2 separate regions of the Sus scrofa genome follow, and region 1 is linked to region 2. A link is a contact called in public HiChIP or PLAC-seq data. All regions are on one chromosome and are shown on one strand. Each heading gives the region's core, a stretch centred on a gene start, on an enhancer-like site or on the middle of the called end of the contact. The rest is flanking DNA. Distances are from core to core; before and after follow the strand shown.

Region 1 (7,072 bases), core at 714-3,213, 340 kb after region 2:
ATAAGCTAGACAGACTTAGGAATGAGAAATCTGTTTCCACTGGTCCTTTTCCTAGCCCCAGAGACCTGGCAAAAACATGGCTCGTGCCAATCCCTTTAGACATCCTTTGCCTTTCACTGTCTTGGCTTCAGCAGGCTAGATAAGCTCAGTTCCTCAAATCACACGGTTTCCTGTCACCTCACAGTTATCTTAGCAGGAATGAGACTAAGAAATAGGAACGATAGCCAGATAGCCATCCCTAGCCTCCAGATACACCCCAATGCCAAGATCTCAAGCTCTCACCAAAAAAGGAGACCTGTTGTGGTTCAATGGGTTAAGAACCCAATAGAATGTCCGTAAGGATGGGTGTTTGATCCCTGGCCTCACTCAGTGGGTTAAAGATCCGTGTTGCTGTGGCTGTGGCGCAGGCCAGCAGCTCCAGCTCCGATTTGATCCCAGACTTGGGAACTTCCATATCCTGCAAGCACGGCCATAAAAAGAAAAGAAAAGAATAAAGTAGAACAAGAAGCTGAAGCCTAGGAACTCCTCACACTTTGTCTTTACCGTTGCCCCAGTTCCAAACTTCCGCTAGGGAAGGACATGGCAGAAATGTGAAATTTCAAAACTTTTTAGGCCAAGAAGGTCCTTCTGAGCCCTCAAACCCACTTCCCTTCTCTTGTAAATAGACAGACAGACATGTAGAAATAGGAGGGACTGGTCACAGAATTGGGTCAAACCTAAGCCACAGCCACAGCAACATGGGATCCAAGCCTCGTCTTCGACCTACACCACAGCTCTTGGCAACGCGGGATCCTTAACCCACTGAGCAAGGCCAGGTATCAAACCCACGTGCTCTGGATACTGGCCACAGCGGGAACTCCCAGTCTAGTGCCCTTTAACCCACATCGTTATGATCCCCTCCGTTCCCACAAGGATCAAAGACAAATCAACGGTGACATTCAGCTCAATTCTGCCACAAAAGAAGATCGTGGTTGACTGTTTAAGAGGTTGGGGAAACTTATAAACCAGTGTGTCCAGAGCCCCCAGGACAACTCCTAGGTTCGGGCATTCACTAGGACTCACAGAGCTTGGCACACAGTTGTACGCATGGCCATGATTTATTACAGCCCCCAAACACAAAGCAGGAATTCCCGCTGTGGCACAATGGAATTGGCGGCGTCTCTGCAGCACCAGGATGAGGATTCAATTCCCCGGGGTAGGTTGCAACTGAGGCTCGGAAGTCATCCCTGGCTGCCCTTGACCTCCATATGCCAAGGAGCAGAAAAAAAAAAAAAAAATTCACAAAGCACAATCATCAGAGGGAAGAGGTCCATGAGGCAAAGTCCAAAGGAATCAGGCACAAGCTTCCAAGAGCCGTCTCCCAGGGGAGTCTCCCAGGATGCACTTTGTCCCTCCAGCACGGAGCTGTGACAACACGTGCCGAGTGCCCTGTACCAGGGAAGCTCATTAGTGACTCCAGGTTCTTCCTGGGGACTGGTCACATGGACACTCTCTGCCTGGCACGTACCACTCTTATTGGTTAGGGTGGTAGGAACCTTCTCAAAATCCAAATGCCCAGAAGCCAGCCAAGGTGATGTTGTGAGCAGGCCTTTCTGAGATCAATCTCAGGCCTGCTGTGGTAACTCTGCTGTACAACCAGCAGTGAGGTTTCAGGAAAAGGCGACCCCCCACACACAGGGAGCCCAGACCATCAGTCCATACAAAGGACATAATGCCCACACTGTAAGAAGCAAAACACGGGGGCCCGGGGGATGAAGGAGAGTCAACTTCCACACAATGGGAGGGGGCCATGCGGAAGCCAAAGGGGACAAGTCTTAGGCCATGGTCTGGATCTTCACTCCAGATCCTCCCTCTCTCAGAGTTGTCCCCTGCTCTGTACAGAGGACCGCTCTCACCCAGCACCCTTCTTAACACTTCCTCTTCCTCAGCACCCACTTCTGCTAACTTCTTTCCCCAGTCCAGTCAGCTCCACCTTCAAAAGTGCTACACGTCTGCCACTTTTCCACATCTGCTCTGTCACTGCCCTACCCTGGTCCCAGCCCTGCCTGCCACCAGGGCCCCTTAACTGGCCTGTCATCTACTGCCCTCCCCTGTCCATTCTTCACACATCAGCAGAGTGCTCTTTTTGGGTTTTGTTTTTTGTTTTTGTTTGTTTGTTTTGTTTTTGTTTTTGTTTTTGTCTGAAAAAAGAAATTACTGTTGTTTAGAAGCCACCTAGTCCATGGTACTCTGTTACACCAGCCCAAATGGACGGACACTGTGTTACCACCCTAGGAGATAAATATCCTTATCTCCATTTTAAGGATGATAAAAGTGAGGTTCAGAGAGATGAAAAAAACTTGCCCAGGAGCTCCCACTGTGGCTCAGTAGGTTAAGAACCTGGCTAGTATCCATGAGGATGCAGGTTTGATCCCTGGCCTCACTCAGCGGGTCAGGGATCTGGCATTGCAGTGAGCTGTGGTGTAGATCGCAGATGCAGCTCGGATCCTGTGTTGCTGTGGCGTAGGCCAGCAGCTGTAGCTCCAATTAGACCCCTAACCTGGGAACTTCCATATGCTGTGGGTGCAGCCCTAAAAAGACCAAAAAAAAAAAAAAAAAAAAAAGACAGAAAACCCTTGCCCAAGGCCACATAGTAAGAGAGCAGAGGAGCCAGGATTCAGACCCACCCACGCTAAGACCAGAACTGCCTCAGGGGAGCAGGTCCCAGGATGTGCCCTGTGCCCTCAGGCACCATGCCAACTGTCCACCTTACTTATCAAACAGACAGCACAGGCCTCAGTAAAGCTCTGGCAAATCAGGGCTAAAAGAAAGCAGAAAGTGTTCAGAGCCGGAAGGAGAAGAGCAGCCAGTCCTGCTGGGTGAGTGGCCCAGCCCTCCTCCCCAGGACTGGAGCCAGAGAAAAGTAATTAACTAATAACCCAGCAGCCAATATCACTTCCCACCAGATTAGGAACCCTCTGGACCAGGGGGCTCCAGGAGATCTCAGGGAGGTCCCTGTTCTAGCCTGCCTGGCTCAAAGGAAAGAGGAAGCCCTGCCTGGGCTGGCTGGCCAGGGCCCAGAACAGCTCACAGAGGTGCCTGGCCTGAGTGCCAGCCTCACCCTCAGCCCCAAGGCCATTCAGCCATCACCTTCAAACACTGGGAAGATTGTGCCAGGCCCCACGAGCTGACAGTGAGTAATCGCGTGAGACAGATTGCCAGGCTCTGGTTCCAGAGTTGGACCTCAAGAGTCCTGGCAAGGAGGACAGCCCTCTATTCTCCGTTATGGGCAGGCTGCCCAAGGGAGCTGCCGAAGCCAGCCACAGACAGAGGGGAAAGGGCCTGTGACCTGGGGAGGAGTGGCTGGAAGGAAAGCCCCTCCCATCTGAGAGCTGACGTGACCAAGGGAAGAGAAAATGATCCTGATTCTCCTGATAAAGGGGCTGGTTAGACACTGTATTCCTGGGAGTTCCCTAGTAGTCTAGTAGTTAGGATTCAGCACTTTCACCACTGTGGCCTTGGGTTACTCCCTGCTCTGGGAACTGAGATCCCACATCAAGCCACTGCACGCTGTGGCCAAAAACAAACAAAACTGTACTCCTGATGAAGGCCGCTCTAGGAGGCAAGGTGAAGGGAGCTAATGTTTTTGGTGCAATCACTGTGGAAAACAGTATGGAGATGCCTCAGAAAACTAAAAAATAGAACTACCATTTGATCCAGCAATCCCACTCCTGGGCATCTATCCAGAGAAAGCCATGACTCACAAAGACACATGTACTCCGATGTTCATTGCAGCACTATTTTTAATAGCCAAGACATGGAAACAACCTAAATGTCCATCAAAAAGAGGAGTGGATCAAGAAGATGTGGTACATACACACAATGGAATATTACTCAGCCATTAAAAGGAATGAAATAACAGCATTTTTAGCAACATGGATGGACCTAGAAATTATCATGCTAAGTGAAGTCAGCCAGAAAATGAGACACCAACATCAAATGCTTTCACTGACATGTGGAATCTGAAAAAAGGACAGAATGAACTTCTTTGCAGAACGGATACTGACTCACAGACTTTGAAAAACTTATGGTTTCCAAAGGAGAGAGGCTGGAGGGTGGGGGGATCGGCTGGGGGTTGCGGGATGAAAATGTTATGAAATTGGATTGTGATGATCATTGCACAACTATAAATGTAATAAATTCATTAATTTTTAAAAAAGGGAGCTAATGTTCCATAGGAGCTGAACACTGTACATACTCTGAATCATGACAACAACTTCTGAGGTTTCTCCTTCCTACTTTTACAGAGAAGGGAACTGAGGCTCAGAGAAGCAGACTTAACCAGGGACCCACAGGCCAGTGACTGGTGAGGCTCAGGGTTGAACCCAGGGCTCTGACCACCAAATCTAGGCCTTTTCACTGTAATATGCTGCCACACATGTACTCAGATGAGAGAATGGTTCCATTGCCTTTAAAAAACATGGAGTTCCCAGCGTGGCTCAGGAGAACTGTACCTGACTAGCATCCATGAAGATGCGAGTTCGATCCCTGGCCTCACTCAGTGGGTTAAAGGATCCAGGGTTGCCATGAGCTGTGGTATAGGTCCCAGATGCACCTTGGATCCTGCGTTGCTGTGGCTGTGGTGTAGGCCAGCAGATTTCAACCCCTAGCCTGGGAACCTCCATATGCTGTGGGTGTGGCCCTAAAAATAAAGAAAAAAAACTATAATGGAAAACACAGTGTAAGACCCCATTTGAGATAACAAAGAGACATTTCTTGGTGGCTCAGCAGGTTAAGGATCCAGTGCTGTCACTGCCGTGGCACAGGTTTGATCCCTGGCCCCAGAATCTTCGCATGCCACGGACATGACCCCCCCAAAAAATTTATTACTATGAAAATGTCAATTCTCCCAAAAAAAAAAAAAAGTCAGTGCTCCCTAAGTTAATTTATACATCCAACAACTCTCCAATAAAAGTAGCCTCAGTACTGGGGGGAGGAGGGGATATACAATATGATTATAAAATATATTTGGAAGTACAAACAAGCAAAAGTAGCCATGAAAATACTGAAACAAAAGAAAAATGAGAAGGGGCCAGCCAAGAGACACATCACCAATTTCTTTCTTTCTCTCTCTCTCTTTTTTTTTTTTTGGCGGCACTCAGCATGCAGAAGTTCCCAGGCCGGGGATCGAACCTGCACCACAGCTGTAACCAGAGCCACAGCGGTGACAATGGCAGATCCTTACCCCGCTGAGCCACTAGACGACTCCTAATGTATAATACCTTTGGGGACCCTCTCAAGGGAATCGAGGAGGAGGCAAGGAAGCGAGCAGAAAGTTCTGTCACTTCTACCTCCATCTTCTCAACTGGGCAGCCTTTTCTCCATCCCCACGACCCCCTTCCTAGGCTACCTGGATTAATTTTCTCCCTCCTTCGAACCGTATTGGCTTTCCTTCTGTTTCCCAAATGTGGCAAGATCCTTCTCAAGACCATGGCACTCGCTCTGGAATGTTCACCACACCCTTCACCTGGCTGACCTCAACCCCAGGTTGCGGGTTAAATGTCACTCTCTGAGCCTGGCCTTCCACGAGCACCCGATCTAAAGTGAGTCCCGAGTTATTCTCTCTCTCAGCCCCCTTTCATTTTATTTCGTGTCCTTACCATATTTGAAATACTATCCATATTTACATGCTTATTTGTTAAATCTCTTTCTCTCCCACTAGACTAGGAGTTCCATGCAGCCGGACATCCCCCAGAATATACCCAGAACCCATCCCTGGATCTGGCAACTAGTAAACAGTCAATATATGGTTGTTGAAGAAATGATGTATAAATGGAGACTTCAGTCATGGGGACTTTGTAAGGGGCAGAAGAAATCCATCTACCAGAGCCAGAACAACACAGGACACGTGTCCCACAGACGATGGCCGTCCCTGGGGAGATTCCGTTTTGCTCTCTTTACAGAACTTGGAGCTGAGATTTGAATAGAGAGCCCTACAAGTGACTATGGCAACTGGGAATTACCCAACAGCTTTCGAATCTGCCTATAAATAAAGGGATGCTGAGATTTCCCTTCTGGCAGCTTCCCCTGCCTGCCTAGACCACAGACCACAATTCATTACGGTTTGGGTATCCTTTGTACATGTGTGTATATATATATATATGTTTTAGAAAAGTTCTAAGAATATGGAAGGCACTTAATTATTGTTTTTCAAAGCAAAGTTAAAACCAAGAATAAGATGGCATGTGCCTGAGAAACAAGCAGGCCAAACAGAGGATGAGGCATGGAGTGGGGCTGCTTTACCAGTCCTTTTTTTTTTTTTTTTCTTTTTTGACGGCACCCATGGCATGCTGACACCACCAGATCCTTAACCCCCTAATCCACATGGGGACTCCTGAACAGTATTTTTTAAATAACTTTTTTCATTATAACTGGTTTACAGTGTTCTGTCAATTTTCTACTGCACAGCAAGGTGACCCAGTCACACATACATATATACCTTCTTTGTCTCACATTATCATGCTCCATCATAAGTGACTAGATATAGTTCCCAGTGCTACACAGCAGGATCTCATTGCTTACCCATTCCAAAGGCAATAGTTTGCATCCATTAACCCCAAATTCCCAGTCCATCCTGCTCCCTCCCCCTCCCCCTTTGCAACCACATGTCTGTTCTCCATGTCCATGAATTTCTTTTCTGTGGAAAGATTCGTTTGTGCTTTATATAAGATTCCAGATATAAGTGATATCATTTGGTATTTGTCTTTCTCTTTCTCACTTCACTGAGTATGAGAGCCACTAGTTCCATACATGCTGCTGCAAATGGCATTTTGTTCTTTTTTATGGCTGAGTAGTATGCCATTGGGTATATATACCATATCTTCTTAATCCATTCATCTGTCAATGGACATTTAGGTTGTTTCCATGTCTCGGCTATTGTAAAGAGAGCCACAATAAACATATGTGTGCATGTGTCTTTTTCCAGGAAAGTTTTGTCCAGATATATGCCCAAGAGTGGAATTTCTGGGTCATATGGTAATTCTATATATAGTTTTCTAAAGTACCTCCATACTGTTTTCCATAGTGGTTGTAC
Region 2 (7,332 bases), core at 2,969-5,468:
AGCAGGTGGCACTGTTCTCCTCCCAAAATTGAGTTTTCATTCTTTTTCAGTTGAAGACCTGTTAAGGTTCTTAAAGAGTATCTTTTAAAAGATAAACTTTTTCATGCTCTCAAGATCAGAACCCTGCTAGGCTGAGAATCACTGCCTTAGTCCATATCCCCTCCTCATCTTAGAGCTAGAGAAACTGAACCTCTGAGAGAGAAAGCCCACGAAACTCTGAGAGCAGGTTGATGGCAGTGCTGGATTTGAATCCTATCCTTTTTGGTGCTAAGTTTGGGACTCTGAGATTCTTTTAATTCTCTACTTAATACTCGTCTTTTAATTCCCTTCTACCCGTCGTTAGTGTGTGTGTGCTCCAAGAAGCGGGCGAGGGGAGCAATGGGGCACGTGGTGAGAATAATTGCAAAATCTCCATTCCAAAATCTTTCCGTTTACCAGCACTCATGCTGTCTGAGGGTCCCCTGGGGGAAAAAAAGCTGGTCTTCTGGCTTAAGCATTGAACTTTGGGTTTCTCTCTCTTTTCTGTTTCTTTTGAGTTTCCTCAAATAGAAACTCATCAGAACCACAGTATGGGTAAAATTCTCAGACACCTTCCTCCCTGGGGAGGATGCTGACAGCCGAAGGCACAGACTGTGAAGATGACAAGGCGAGAGGAAGTGGCTTGAATGGGGGACCAAACTAGTACGACAATATAGTCTAGGTTTTGCAAGGGTCAGCTCTGACCATGTGCACCAAGAAAATCACCCCCTTCAAGCCCCGGTCAGACCTGGCTCTGTTCCAGACCTAAAGGAACAAAGGTAGGCAGGGCAGTGGGACCCAAGGAACCATTTCAGCCGTAAAGTGGTTAACACCTGTTCCAGCTGGCCGCTTACACCCTAGGAGGCTGGGAGGGGCAGGTGAAGTTTGGGGAGGGCGGTGGAAGCAGAGTCTTGTGACCAAGCTGTTTGAGGACTCCCATCTGGTTCGAGCAGCCTCCTCCTGACCCTGGCTGGGGTCTGGACGTGCACCATCAGCCCCTCATCCTGGGTGGGAGTATCCTGGGCTTGGCTGGTTTTGTCCCAGTGGGTACATGTACAGATGGTCCTCGATTTACGTGGTTGACTTAATGATAGTTCCACTTTACGGTGCTGCAGAAGCGAGACGCATGCGGTAGAAATCGTACTTCCGATTTTGAATTTTGATCTTTTCCTGGGCTATGCAGTCCAAACCTCTCTTCTGATGCTGGCCAGCGGCAGTGAGCCTCGGCTCCTGGTCAGCCACGCAAGATCAATCACAAGAATCAACTGCTGATTGCACTTACAACCGTTCTGGACCCAGACAACCACTGTGTTTCTCACTTTCAGTGCAATGTCAGTAAATTGCATGAGAGAGTCAACACGTTATGATAAAGGTAGGCTTAGTGTTAGATGATTTTGCCCGACTGTAGGCTAATGTAAGTGCCCACAGGCGAAACCATGATGCTCAGTAGGTTCGATTTGTTTTCAACTTATGATCTTTTCAGTGTACGATGGGTTTATCAGGACATATCCCCATTGCAAGTCGAGAAAGATCTGTATATATTCATACACTATACATACATACATGTATGCCTTTCTCCTCACACTCGTAAGGAACACAGAGCTAATAGTGGCTTTTCAGGCAACAGCCAAGCTTTATATAGTAACTAGATGAGTTTGGCAAGTTCAGTGCACTTGAATTCTCTGTGCTTCAGCTTCCTTTTTTGTCAATGGGGAAAATAGGATTTGTTTCATAAGGTGTCATGAGGAATGTAATAATATATGTAAGCATTTTCAACAGCGTCTGACCCATAGTTAACCACTTTATATGGGCTAGTTGCTGCCACTGTTACTTTAGAAGCACTTTTACAGATTATCTAAATACCGCAAACTTCTTCTTCTTCTTTTTTTTTTTTTTTTTTTTTTTTTTTTTTTTTTTTGTCTTTTTGCCTTTTCTAGGGCTGCTCCCGCAGCATATGGAGGTTCCCAGGCTAGGGGTCTAATCAGAGCTGTAGCCGCCAGCCTATGCCAGAGCCACGGCAACGCAGGATCCGAGCCGAGTCTGCAACCTATACCACACAGCTCATGGCAACACTGGATATTTAACCCACTGAGCTAGGCCAGGAATCGAACCTGAAACCTTGTGGTTCCTAGTCGGATTCATTAACCACCGAACCACAACAGGAACTCCCCGCAAAACTTCATTTTTTTTTTTATCTTTTTAGGGCCACACCCAAGGCATATGGAAGTTCCCTGGCTAGGGGTCAAATCAAAGCTACAGCTGCCAGCCTACACCACAGCCACAACAACGCCAGATCCAAGCCACATTTTCAACCTACACCACAGCTCATGGCAACGCCAGATCCTTAGCCACTGAGCGAGGCCAGGGATCGAACCTGCATCTTTATGGATCCTAGGTGGGCTCATTAACCACCAAGCCACTGAGGGAACTCCCAACCTTCTTCCCTTTAACAGATAAGGAATTTGATGGGCCAGAGGAGGCGTGACCTTCTTGTATTTATTTTCTATGTTACATAAATAATAACCACAAACATAGCAGGTTAAAACAACACCATTTATTGTTCCACAGGTCCATGGGCAAGGAGTCCACACACGGCTTAGCTGGGTCTTCAGCTGAGAGTCTCCCAAGGCTGTCATCAAGGTGTCAGCCAGGGCTGCAGTATCTTAGAGGCACAGGGTCCTCTTCCAAGCTCATGTGGCTGTTGGCAAACTCCATGACCTTGTAGCTGTAGAAATCACAGCAGCTCGCTTCTTTGGGGGCCAACAAGAGCGCATCACTCTCATTAGGAAGCTTCCAGACCCTCTTACATGTATTTTCAACTGATTAGGTCTGGCCCACCCAGGATAATCTCCCTTTTTACTAACTCAAAACCTAACTAATTCGGGACCTTAATTACAGGTACAGCATCCCTTCTCCTTTGTTACCCAGTATAACCATAGCATGGGAGTGACTTCCATCATATTTACGGGTTCTGCCCACACTGAAGGGAAGAAAATATGCAGATTGTATACACCAGGGGGCAGAAATCTTGGGGGCCAGCTTAAAACTCTGACCATCCTCCTCCCTAAAACCATATAGCAAACTATGGACAAGGGGGAATCTTTGTGGCCAGTAAGCTTTCCTGCGCCCCCAAGAAGAAATTCCCCCACACAGGGGTCAGTGCTTCTGCTGCCTCAGAAGACTGACAAGATCATGCCCCAAACTGGCCCAATATTGTCCAAACCACTTTACATTCCGTGCCCAACTCTCAGAAATAATATCATATACCAAGTTCCACCCAGACTTTGCTCTCCCGATAAACAGACCCCTGTCCAGAGTTGACCAGCAATGGGGCTACTAGTAACCAGCGTTTAAGATGGTTTCTGACAAGTCTTGCCTCCTGGTACGCCCGCCCTTCTGGCCTCCCCTCTCGCAATGAATAAGGCTGACCCGTGTGACCAATGAGATTTAACAGAAGTGACAGTGTGACTTCCGAGGTTCAGCCATTAAAGGTATGATAGCTTCCACTTGGCTCTCTTCAATCATTCTCTGGCAAAAGCCAGCCACTATGTCATCAGGACACTCCATCAGCCCTACGGGGGTCCACATGGCAAGGAACTCAGGACTCTTGCCAACAGTCAGCACCATCTCGCCAGGCATGTACGTGCGCCATCTTGGAAGTGGCTCCTCCCGTCCAGTCAAGCTTTCAGAGGACTACAGCTTTGACCAACGCTGGGACTACAACCTCAGAAGACCCTGGAACCAGCTAACTAATTCCTGACCCAGATATTTATGTAAATCCCTAAGTCTGGGGAACAAATACTTTACCCAAAAGATGTGCTTATGCTGAGTGTAAAGTGCCAATTCTGGAGCACTTCCTATGGGCCAGGTTCTAACCTACCTCCCCAGAGGAGCCCAGGCTAACAGCTAATAAGCTGAAATCCAAATCCTGAGGTCCCGAACCCTGGTTTTATACATCCAACACAGCTCTAACAAAATTGCTACCACCTTCATTATGTTCTATATCTGCCTCCTCCAGCAGTGCAGCCGCCAGCCACATGTGGCTGTTGAGTACTTGAACTGCAACTAGTACCACTGAGGAAGTGACTGTTTTCGAATTTTTATTAACTCTTTAAAATAGCCACATGTGACTAAGTGGCCACTGTCTGGGACAGCACAGCTCTGACAGATGTGTCTCAAGTTGCAAGGAACAGAAACTGACTCAAGCCTCATGGGTCTCAGGAAGGATGTGAAACCAAACTTCCAAGGGAGTGAAGCGGGCCTGGGTGACATAAACCCTCTGATAGGCAATGTGTTTGTGAGAAACTCCAGAGCCTTGGGTTCAAACCCCAGAGACCGCCTGGGTTCAAATCCTGCCTCTACTCTTGGTAAGCTGCGTCTCTTTGGGTAAGTGACTTCACCTCTTAGCTGCCATTTCTGCAAAATGAGACTAGTAATAGCACCTATTTTGCAGTATTATGACAGATATAAAACAGAGAGTGGGTTTCCACCATGAACATTTGCAATGTGAGGGTTTGTTTCTTTCTTCTTTTTTTTTTTTTTTTTCCATCAGCTCTACAGCTGCTGGCCTACACCAGAGCCACAGCAACACTGGATCTGAGCTACGTCTGAGACCTACACCACAGCTCACGGCAACACCAGATCCTTAACCCACTGAGTGAGGCCAGGGATCGAACCCACAACCTCATGGTTCCTAGTCGGATTTGTTAACCACTGAGCCATGATGGGAACTCCCTTTTTTATTTCCTTTTTGTTGCTGCACCGGCAGCATATGGAGGTTCCCCAGCTAGGGGTCCAGTCGGAGCTGCAGCTGCCTGCCTACACCACAGCCACAGCAATGTGGGATCCGAGCTGTGTCTGAGACCTACACCACAGCTCATGGCAACACCAGATCCTTCACCCACTGAGGGAGGCCAGGGATCGAACTCGTGTCCTCATGGATACTAGTCAGGTTCTTAACCTGCTGAGCCACAACAGGAACTCCGCTTTGTTTCCACTGCCCTTTCTTCGTTGCATCCTTCCCTTGACCCCAACGAAGCACTGGGCCATGAAGTGCCTGCCAAAGGAAGACCACCCAAGCCCCAGGCCCTGGAATGAAGGCTTAACTCTGCACAAACCAGCAAAGGGTGGGTGTCTCCTTGGTTAAAGGGTTCTTACCCACCTCAGGGTAATGAAGACCAAGAGAGGTGTCAGTGGTATCTATACAGAACCCAGCAGCTACGATGCCCAGAGGCCAAGCAGGTGATGTGAGTGAAACAGGTGACAGAGGCTGTGGGGAAGGAGAACCTGCCTCTAGACGGCAACGCCCAGTGCTCACCATGCAGCCTAAGAATCAGCAAATCTTGATTTTTATTCCCTCATTTAAGAATCTGGATTTTTTTTTTTTTTTTTTTTTTTGCCTTTGTTTTTTAGGGCCACACCCCATGGCATATGGAGGTTCCCAGACTAGGGGTCAAATGGGAGCTACGGCTACCAGCCTACACCACAGCCACAGCAACGTGGGATCTAAGCTGCATCTGCGACCTACACCTCAGCTCAAGGCAACAATGGACCCTTACTTAACCCACTGAGCGAGGACAGGGACTGAACCTGCATCCTTATGAACACTGGTCAGGTTCTTAACCCACTGAGCCACAACGGGAACTCTCAGGAATCTACATTCTTATGGGAAACAGACTCAGTTCCATAGCTGGCAACTAATCCAAGGATTTTTGTTTGATTTTTAAACACGATGCCATCTAAAGAAAACTCTGAGGTAGGCACGACATGGCCCAGGGGCCGCGATGTGTGTGTCTGATTTCCTCCCTCCCTTCCCAGCTGTCTTAGCTTCTGATACCTCCTTCTTGGGTGTCTGGCAGCAATTCTTTCAGGCTGCCCTGAGATCAAGGGAAAGGATGACGTCTGACGAACTCTGAAAGGATAGAGGCAGGCCAGGAGGTCTAGAAAGTACCAGGTTTTATTATCTTTTTATCAAAAAATCAGTAACAGACAAGAGTGTGAGGTGCTTGCTCCCAACATGGCTGGAGGGAAGGGACATGGGAGGGGGGGAAGAGGACCCAGCCAGCTGGGACCCGGGGTGGTGGGGGTGAAAGGTGAAGGAAGCGAGGGTGACCCCACCCCTGATCCCAGCCAATGGGGTCAGGAGAGGCAGCCTGCCCAGGTTAAGCCGCCAGGCCTCTCCTCCCTGGAGGGGAAGGCTCATCAGGCCCCAGAGCCAGGGCCTGATCAGCCCTCCCCCATTCCCCTTTGTCCAGGGAGACAAAGGTCACCCCAGCCAAGGTGGGGGCTGTGACTTGTTGAACCAGTTTAGTTCTCTAGCTGCGCTGTCCCACAGATGCCCACGGGGCCCTCCTGGGCGTATCTGGTACAGAAGCAGCCACCAGCCACACACGGCCGCTGAGCCCTTGAAATGTGGTTAGTGTAACTGAGGAAAGAACACTCAACTCCATGTAATTTTAATTGATTCCACTCACCACATGTGGCTAGCGGCTGCCCTACTGCAGAGGGCAGCTCTCTCTCCAATGTTCCCTTCCATTTGGAGACAGCGAAGGAAGGAACCCCAGCTGGGCTCAAAGCAAAAGCTAGAGAGAAGGTTCTCCAGCCCGCTCAGAAGGCACCAGGAACGGGACGAAGAGAAGGGGGCGAAAACTCCACTCAGCCACACAAAAATGCACTCACTCCATCACCCACCCAACTTCAAACGGGAGTATCATATCACACTATTTCCTGAAAAAATATATTTATCTATTTGTCTAGAACCAAGGAAGAATAATAATATATTACATGAAAAGAGACACAAATATCCCACCATCCCCTACATTATATTTTGGGAATCTGCTAGAAAACTATATTTCAGCAAAAGCTTCTTAGAGGAAGTAGCTTCAGAAAGGGCCAAGGACATGAGCAGGGGTGTATCATTAAAAAAAAGGGGGTGGGGGATTTAAAGGAAAAGAAACAAGAGGGAAAGGGGCCCTTATCTGAAGGTATAAATAGTAAAAAAAAAAAAAAAAAATTAATAAAAATTATACTTCTGACTCTTCTCTCATTTTAAGTAACAAAAACCATTAAATACAAACTTAGCAGGTACTGTGGAAAGGTGCAAGGGTGTGGAGACGGCCTGGGCTTCTGAGCACTCGCGCCCAGGGAGAGAGGCTCTGTACAAAGCCATGGACCATTAAAAAAAAAAAAAAAAAAAAAAAATACCCCATGAAAAATAGACTTACAGGTATTCCATAAGTCGCTTTCAGGATGAACCTTCAATTCTTCTCCTCACCCTCTCCAAATGAAAAAAAAAAAAAAGTTGATTTCCAAAAG

The links. HiChIP or PLAC-seq counts read pairs in DNA pulled down with a chosen protein or histone mark.
Region 1: a contact with region 2 is called in an H3K27ac HiChIP or PLAC-seq map of alveolar macrophages. The contact joins two enhancer-like sites. A contact is called at or near these places in 14 of 47 Hi-C or Micro-C datasets (brain, embryonic fibroblasts, epiblast stem cells and 9 more) and 2 of 2 datasets of contacts at active chromatin or transcription factors (alveolar macrophages and skeletal muscle).

What each region holds. Positions count from the first base shown.
Region 1 is chr17:47,981,433-47,988,504 of Sscrofa11.1, forward strand. The region is part of intron 1 of WFDC3 (WAP four-disulfide core domain protein 3); the gene reads right to left. LOC110257454 (a long non-coding RNA gene) reads left to right here and starts at 5,395. Exons shown (of 2, transcript XR_002340062.1): 1 at 5,395-5,582; 2 at 5,702-6,075. Within about 2 kb of position 1,964, at least 15 of the 83 cell types and tissues checked have an H3K27ac peak or open chromatin away from gene starts, as enhancers often do. A contact at or near this core is called in alveolar macrophages, where this site is marked.
Region 2 is chr17:47,642,638-47,649,969 of Sscrofa11.1, forward strand. No RefSeq gene overlaps it. Among named protein-coding and RNA genes, the nearest start is that of RBPJL, 15 kb to the left of the region's middle. Within about 2 kb of position 4,219, at least 4 of the 83 cell types and tissues checked have an H3K27ac peak or open chromatin away from gene starts, as enhancers often do. A contact at or near this core is called in alveolar macrophages, where this site is marked.